2 separate regions of the Mus musculus genome follow, and region 1 is linked to region 2. Evidence: chromatin contacts called from public HiCAR-type data. All regions are on one chromosome and are shown on one strand. Each heading gives the region's core, a stretch centred on a gene start, on an enhancer-like site or on the middle of the called end of the contact. The rest is flanking DNA. Distances are from core to core; before and after follow the strand shown.

Region 1 (4,129 bases), core at 1,419-3,918, 210 kb before region 2:
GAGAGAGAGAGAGAGAGAGAGAGAGAGAGAGAGAGAGAGAGAGAGAGAGAGAGAGAAAGAGACAGGGATGGAGAGAGACAGAAAGATATTGAGAGATTTAGAGAGTGGTTGGATGGATAAGTAGGATGAGGGGAGATTTGTGGGAGGGGAAAGAATATGATTAAAATATGTAATAGGGAAAATTTGTCTATGATCCATTCGTTGTTGACTTTTATTTACATATGAAGGAGGCATTTGACTTTTCTGTGTAGACATTCATCTAGCTTCACCAAAACTCGATGTTGGAAATAATTAATCTTTCCTGTGCTTTTGATTATTTTCATTGTCATAAATGAGCTGGATTCACATCTGTGAGTCAAGTGTTGAATAATAAACTTTATCTCTGTTACACTGGTTGCATCACCACTCAAACCAGTTTCACTGGCTTTGATGTCCACAGCACAGCTGGGAGCTGTGAAATTACAAGACTGAGTCACTCTATTCTTTATTCTTTCCAAGATATTGAGGCCACATTGCACCCTCAAGTTTACTTATGATATTTAGATTCATTAGCTGTAGTTCTTAACCAAGGCTCTGTGGTATTCATAGGGTGGCACTCGATTAAAGGCTATTTTTTTTTTTAATATCACCAATGTCATCCACTGAATATATTTCAGCCTAGGAACAGGGAATCCCTATTTAAATAAACTTTACTTTTGAAATTATTTGTTCTTGTCAGGAGATGAAGCTGGTGTTTTTATTTACACTGACTCAAAGAAGTTACAGTGAGTAGAATTGTCCAATCTTCTCATCAGACAGAGGTTTTCTAAAGCAACAATAGGGACACCCTGACTCCATGAGGCTTCCCTTAGGAGAGCATTTTGGGAACCCTACAGCCCTGGAGAATAGACTACATATCTTTGCTTAATTTTAGAAAGAGGGCAAGAGTCTTCTCAGGGCAAGCTTGACATCCTTGTTCCTCAGTGTATAGATGAGGGGATTGAGGGTTGGACTGAGGACTGAGTACAAAACCGAGGTAAATTTGCTTCTCTCTGGGCTGTAACTTGAGGCAGGACTGACATAGGCACAGAACACAGATGAGTAGTACACAGAGACCACGATGAGGTGGGATGAGCAGGTAGAAAAGGCCTTCCTCTTGCCCTCAGCAGAACGCATGTGCAGGATGCTGGCAATGATGCAGCCATAGGATAGCAAGGTAAGTAAAAAATTGATGCCTCCATAAAAGGCATCTGCCACAAGAGTCATAACGCTATTTACATATGTAGAACTACAGGAGAGCAGGAGGAGTGGGGGAATCTCACAGAAGAAGTGGGTGATGACCTTGGGGCCACAGAATGACAGCTGTGTCATCAGACCAGTGTGTACAGATGCATTCACAGCACAGATGGACCATACAGCCACGACCAGAGCTGCACACAGCTGTGGGCTCATTCTAGAGCTGTAGTGGAGGGGACAGCAGATGGCCACATAGCGGTCATAGGCCATAACTGTGAGCAGCAGCAGCTCAGAGGATCCAGACCACAGAAGAAAGAAGAGCTGGGCCATGCATCCTTTGAAGGAGATGGTATTTTCTTCATACAGTAGACCAACCAGCGCCTTGGGCAGCACAGAGGAGGTACAGATAATATCATGGTCGCTAAGTTGCATAGGAAAAAGTACATGGGACTGTGGAGCCCAGTGCTGGAGGTGATCAAAGCAATGATCACCATGTTGCCCATTAAAGCCACTGTGTACAGGGACAGGAAACAACCTATCAGGAACAGTCTTAGACTCGGGTGCTCTGAGAACCCTTGCAGCACAAACTCTGTCACTACTGTCTGGTTGGGACTGACCATTGTTGTGTGGAGTATCCAGTTCATAGAGGTGTGGATTGGCTTCTGAGAAAATATTATATTTTATTATACTAAAGTCTTATTTTGAAACGTGATCATCTCACAATTTTCTGCTGTCAGAAGGGAAAAGAGTAAATGAATTTGCATCTGCGAAGCCTCTCATCCCCTATTTTCTTACCATACCTGTTGGTATTTTGTTTACAGTTGAATTTTCAACTAGGAATCTCTCCCTGTAGGTTTGGATCAACAAAAATATCTGTTCCTCTCCCATCCTTTTGTACATGTGAAATGAGTTTAGTATTCCTAGCTCAGTACCTGCCTGTGCTTTTCTTCTACATCACCTGAAAGCACTGTGCTCTCCTGACAGTGCTGGAAACAGTAGCCCTTCCTCCCACAGCTGGTATTCTCCATGCAATGGCAACTTTGAAGGAACAACACACTGAGATGACTCTTGCACTGTCCTTCATACTTGACCCATTGACGCTAAGTCACTTTTTTCTGTAATATTTGGAAAAGTATTTCTCTTCTACCCACTAAGACTTGATAATTATTGTGTCTTTGGCTAAGGAGACTTGTATCTTCTGTTTCAACTTACTGTGATATGTGACTTCTCCTGTGGATGAAACTATCCTGACTCAACTCAACCCACTTACCCCAGAGAGCATTTCTCAAAAACCCCAGCCTAAAGAGAGATTGTATTTCTGTTTCTTTTCTGTCTCAACAAACCACAGTGATATCAAAGTCAACACACCCAGAAGTGAAATAATTGCTACAGTCTACAGATGTTCCTGTGTGCTTTCACTGGCATGCACAGAAACTTGTCACCACCTCCCCAGTGCTCTGAGATGTTGATTTTATAGAGCTGAGCTCGGTCTTCTGAGCCATCTTTTACCTTTACCCTATGCCCATGAAAGATCCTCAGTAGCTTCCTGTTCTATATGACAAATATATTCTTCCACATCCTCTTACCCCTCTCATCCAACTTACCCTCTAAGCTTGCAAGTATGGCTTTCTCATGATTGTAACGTATTTCCAATTTCTTTAAGTTTTTCATAATTTCTGGCTTCTTTTCCTTTTCAACATTTCCAGTTTTCTCCTTTATCAATTAAGAAGTATGGAGTGTGCACTTTTTAGATCATTAGCTTTTGGACGCTAGTACAAATTCTCTGTCTCTCTACAGTCCTTCCGCAAACCACATTCTATTGCTTGATTCAGAAGTCTCATCTGACATCACCCATTCACTTTTTCTAAGGGTTTCCTGAGTCCCTATGTAAACATACTCTACCCCATATGTAAACATTTTTGTGGCAATTATTTGCAGTGCCAATTTTCTGGAAACAGTCTTTGCTTTGCAGCTCTTTCAGTGCCCAAGATGAAAGGATATTTTCCTTCATGACTGAGCAAATCCATGGCATCTCAGCCAGTGTAGTGTGCTCCACTTACTGAATCCAGTGGTGCTCAGCACTTTCACACTTTGTCCTACACCCATCTCCTGACACTGCATATTCTTTGGTCACATTTTATCTCCTGTATCGTTTCTGTAATGTGCCTCACAACCTATTTTCCCCTTATCCTGATCATACATGTTGAATTTTAAACATTATTTCTACCTCCATTCAAAGTGGAGTTATTCAAATGAAGTATTTGCTGTCTTCAACCGTAAGGGCAGTGTTGGCTCTGACCATATGTTCTATTGCACTAGAGAGCACCAATATACAGTTTGATAGTTCAAGTAGATCTACAGCAAAAAGAATTCAGATGTAAATTTCTTATATTGTCCTGGCATATTTTGAATCTGTCTAGCTAATCCAAGCAAACCTGGATTTTGGACTATAGTACTGATAGTCTATGAGTGATACTCAGCACCTTCCCAGGAGAGTACTGATTAAGATCACCTCAGGCTGAGGTAAAGAAAAATATTAAAAAGTAATTGAAATCCATTAAACATTTTTACTTTTGATTGATTTTTGTTACCAATAGCCCATATAACAAGATGAGAAATAACAGACTTATAAATGACACCTCTAAAAAGAAATGACAGAGAAATGTAATACATCATGTGACTGAGGAGCCAGACTTATCTCTATATACTTATTGATACATAACTTACTACAAAGGAGTAAAAAAGTACACACTAGAGAAAAGAAAAAAATCTTTTTGACTAATGATCATGGTCAAACCTGTTGATTACACATCGAAGAATTATACAATCACTTGCCTTGTTAGAGTTACATGAGGCTATTTTATACTACTTGTGGCTATTGTAAAAACTGGCAGGAGGGTCTCTGTGAGGTGGG
Region 2 (4,301 bases), core at 1,266-3,765:
TGACGCCGTGTGTACAAAGTTCTATAACACACAAAATCGACCTGCAGCTGAAATATCAGGCAGCAATGACTACCAGAAAGGACACTGATGACTTCAAGTCCAACATGTAGAACAGCCCTGGGTAAAACATCCTACATTAAAGGCTACCATCTCCACTCTCCTAGGAGACTTGCATTGCATAGCTCTGTGTATTTGCCAAAACTCAGTAAGTGATACACTGAGTCACTCATTTCACTGTCTGAAAATTTTACCCAAGCCAGAAAAACCTATAAACAAATGACTGCCTCTAATACGCATATGAAACTATTTAAGGGAGAATGAATTAATTGATGTTTGCAGCTTGTTTTGAAATGAGTAAAGTAGAGGGGCATGTGCATAAATAAATTAGGAAGTGGATATAGAGCAAGAACTCAACAGCAGAGCAGTGGGTACAAGATCACAGCTGCCCGGCTAAATCCTGACCAATTCACTATGCTTGAATTCTTTCAGTACGGAACTGTGGACATTAAAACCCTGGATACAGGGTAGAAAACACATCTCAGGACCAAATATGTAGGACCAATGAGATGGCTCAGCAGGTAGAGGTGCTTGCTAAGCCTGATAACCTATGTGGACTTCTACATCCTGCTTGGTAGAAAGAAAAAAGCTACTTTCTGTGGACTGATCTCTGAGAACATGAACACCACTGACATTAACAGGTGTGGTTGTACATGCGTCTGCTTGTATACTGAGTGGAGAGTATTGGGTCATTCATAGAGGCTTCCTAGGATCATGAGTGTGCCCTTGAAGAGAGAAAACAATCATGACATGGCAGGGAGTGGGTCAAAACAAAAGACTCTGACAAGTGTCTTGGAACAAGTGACTGGCAAAGAAATCAAGGTCTTAAAAAAAAAAAAAAAAAACAGCCACAGCAAAGGATTCAGAGGTGAAGAATCACAAGGCAACTGTACATTTGGAGGATGCTAGCAACAGCATCAAACAACACAGTGTTTATCATAGTCCAGAGGAGACTGTGTAGAGGTGAGAAGAGAGTCTAGGAGGATGCAGTGTGCAACAGCATTCAGAGGCCAGAGGGAGATTGAACTCCTACTCAGTCTGCAGAAGCTTCTGTCCAAACCAAGAAAAGTCTGGCATCCTCTACTATGACAGCAAAGCATCCCAACTGGAGAAGAAGAGATGTGTCAACCCACACCTTTCCTGGGCATTGCTGGTATGAGAAGCATATTGCTTGTTCTCTCTCCTCTCAGAGGTGTAAGGACCATGGTGCCACCAGACACACTTCTCAAGTCCAAACTAAGAGGACTTAGTCCAATATCCGGGTCTGGGTGATTTTCTCCAATGCATGATACCAAAAAGCTCTACGTAAGAGATAGCTACCCAGGATATAAACACACAGCCTACCCCAAACCTGGATGTCCTCACTTCCAAAAGAAAATGGCCAGTGGCTCCTCCAATGAGAGCACAGAAGATGTACATCCATATGAATTACCTATCTGTTCTCTGACAGGACATCAGATTCTCAGTCACACATCCCAAATAGTTCATCAACAGCTTGATCAAGTCACATTTGTTGCCTTCTGCCTCCTCATTGGAAACAGGGAAATAACTTTTTGAGGGCAACTTTGACATCCTTGTTCCTTAGAGAATAAATGGCGGGGTTCAGGGTAGGGCTGACTGCTGTGTACAATAAAGCAACTACTTTGCCATTCTCCAAGGAGGATCCGGAGCCAGGCTGCAAATAGGTGTAGATGACGGTGGAGTAGTACAGGACAACCACCACCAGGTGGGCAGAGCAGGTAGAGAAGGCTCGCTTCTTGCCCTCTGTGGAGCGGATGCGCAGGATGCTGGTGATGATGAAGCTATAGGATATCATAGTCAACAGAAAGTTGACCACACCAAAATAAACATCTGCAATGACAATCATGATGTTGTTGAGGGTGGTTGGGCTGCAAGACAGAAGCAGCAGTGTTGGGACTTCACATAAAAAGTGACGAATTTGGTTGGGGCCACAGAAATTGAGTCGTGCCATCAAGCCAGTGTGCACAGATGTGCTGGCTGCACTGATGACCCACACACTGCCGGCGAGCAGGACACAGATGGGCCAGCTCATCAGCATGCTGTAGTGCAGTGGGCGACAGATGGCCACATAGCGGTCATAGGCCATGGCAGTGAGCAGCAGCAGCTCAGCCCCTAGAAACCAGGTCAGGAAAAAGAGTTGGGTCATGCATCCCTTATAAGAAATGTGGCTGCTCTTACCCACCAAACCCTCCAGCAGCTTGGGAAGAACAGTGGATGTACAGACGATGTCCAACAGGGCCAGGTTTGCAAGGAAGAAGTACATGGGGGTGTGAAGGCTTGAGTTGAGGCTGATGGCTATGATGATGAGGGTGTTTCCTGCAAGAGCCAGGATGTAAAGAAGCAAGAAAAAGGCCAAGAAGAGAGCCTGGAGCCCAGGGTCCTCAGAGAGTCCCTGCAGGACAAACTCCACCACAGTTGTGTAATTGTTTATTTCCATTTGAGAGTGAGTCCTGGGAGTTACTGTGACACAGATGGGATGGTCAAGGAGACACCAGGTGTGAGGCAGCCATCATTTCACACTGGGTTCAGACAGCCGTGAGTAGGAGTGCTTCTCAATGCTCTGTTTCTGTAGAATTGATAACATCATCTCTCAACACAGTGTGACAGTGTGAGCATGAACTCTCCACTCTGTACACAGTAGACCCAGAACAGAAGGAACCCCTGCCTGTGATGGGCAATATCCATCTACAGCTTCTGTTTGATTTAACATAGATCATGCCCTATGATACTCTGAGAACTGGAGCTCCTTTCAGCATGTACACCAGGCAGCTAAGGCATACTAAGGGGCAGTCTGTTCCACAGCATAGACCTTTTGAACCTAGAGAAGACCAACCTTATCAAGGAGTGGGCCAGGGTTCTCAGAGGCAGGCATAAAAACAGTTCCAGGATGTATGTTTTGGGGTCGTGATAGATTCAGAACACGAAGCTGTTACAGAATGGCATGTAGGTGGTACAGATGGCCCTGGCTCTTGGGGAATGAATATAACCCTTTTGTAAATACCAGAACTGTCTATTTCTACGTGGCCACTCTAAATCACTCCCTTGAGGATGACAAACCCAGCGAGGACAACAGGTATCACTCACTACCCTGGGAAGGCTTGTGCCTGCCAGAGAAGGTATCAGGCTGTGCCAGGACTGGAAACAACATGAAAGGCATGGACCTGGCTTCACGCCAGCCCCCAATTTCTAGGCTATCACTCCTACCCAGCTTCAAGTCTATCTTCCCCTCACCTTATACACATATATCTCTAATCATCCAGGACTCTCCAAGCATATGGGCCTCTCAGGTAGAGAAGAATAGGAACTGATCAGCATGCAGAGAAAGAGCTCTGCCCCTTTCTACTATCTGATGGGAATGAGCAGGCCCACACCCATCCTGGAGACTCCATGAGTGGGATGTTGGCTACATGAAAACAAAGAAGTCACAAAGGGTATGTGAAAACAAAGAAGTCACAAAGGGTATGTGCTGAACAAGGAAGACACTTTCCCCCTGTGATTGCACAGATCAAGGTCTTTCTCCTACAGGGTGAACTTAAGAGAAGGACCTGAGCCTATGATTCCCCAACCCCTCCTATTGAAGAGCTAAGCTACCCATAGAAACTTCAAGACCCATACTTGTGCCCACAAAAGGAAAGATTTATCTGTGAGCCTTCCCTGCAGATCCCAGGGGCCTCATACAGAAGGCAGGGCCTCTCAACTGAACCCCCCAAATTCCCTCTGTCTACATCTCAACCCTAGTAACTGTCTGCTTCTAACTATTCAGGCCACAGGTGGCTCTGAGTTCTGAACTCTGTACCAGATCCACAGGAAACCACCATGCCTCTTTAGAGACCCAAATCTGCCTCAGAGCCAAGCCACAAGGCAAGATTTCTATTCATACTGATCAACAGTGCAGATAGGTCACAGAGCAAACCTACAGAGCCATGCATTTAAAGTTTCAAACTGTAACTATGAGTCAAAGTAATTCTGGTAACAGGTTTTTTTTTCATTTTTATATACTAAAATAGATCAAAGCAAAACCAAATCTCTTCTGAGAATTATCTCTCCCTCACAGAAGACACAGAAAGAAGAAAGAAAGGAGAGAGAGAGAGAGAGAAAGAGAGAGAGAGAGAGAGAGAGAGAGAGAGAGAGAGAGAGAGAGAGAGAGAGAGATGGGTACCCAAAAGGAAAGAGGGAATAGAGGAAGGAGCAACTCACATGGAAGGAGAAGCTGTCTGTGGCTG

What was found. HiCAR-type assays count read pairs that join an accessible place to other places.
Region 1: a contact with region 2 is called in a HiCAR-type map of Th17 cells, with 5 times the contacts expected there. The contact joins the enhancer-like site here to the promoter of Olfr525 in region 2. A contact is called at or near these places in 3 of 39 promoter capture datasets (liver, maxillary cranial neural crest and stem cell-derived epiblast-like cells), 1 of 15 datasets of contacts at CTCF or cohesin (CD8 T cells), 2 of 115 datasets of contacts at active chromatin or transcription factors (CD8 T cells and Th17 cells) and 2 of 9 other capture datasets (adipose tissue and liver).

Annotation. Positions count from the first base shown.
Region 1 is chr7:140,536,225-140,540,353 of GRCm38.p6, reverse strand. It overlaps the pseudogene Olfr537-ps1. Among named protein-coding and RNA genes, the nearest start is that of Olfr536, 31 kb to the right of the region's middle. Within about 2 kb of position 2,668, at least 3 of the 459 cell types and tissues checked have an H3K27ac peak or open chromatin away from gene starts, as enhancers often do. A contact at or near this core is called in Th17 cells, where this site is marked.
Region 2 is chr7:140,320,915-140,325,215 of GRCm38.p6, reverse strand. It overlaps Olfr525 (olfactory receptor 525), which reads right to left and starts at 2,515. Exons shown (of 1, transcript NM_146956.1): 1 at 1,586-2,515. The coding sequence starts at 2,515. The coding sequence ends at 1,586.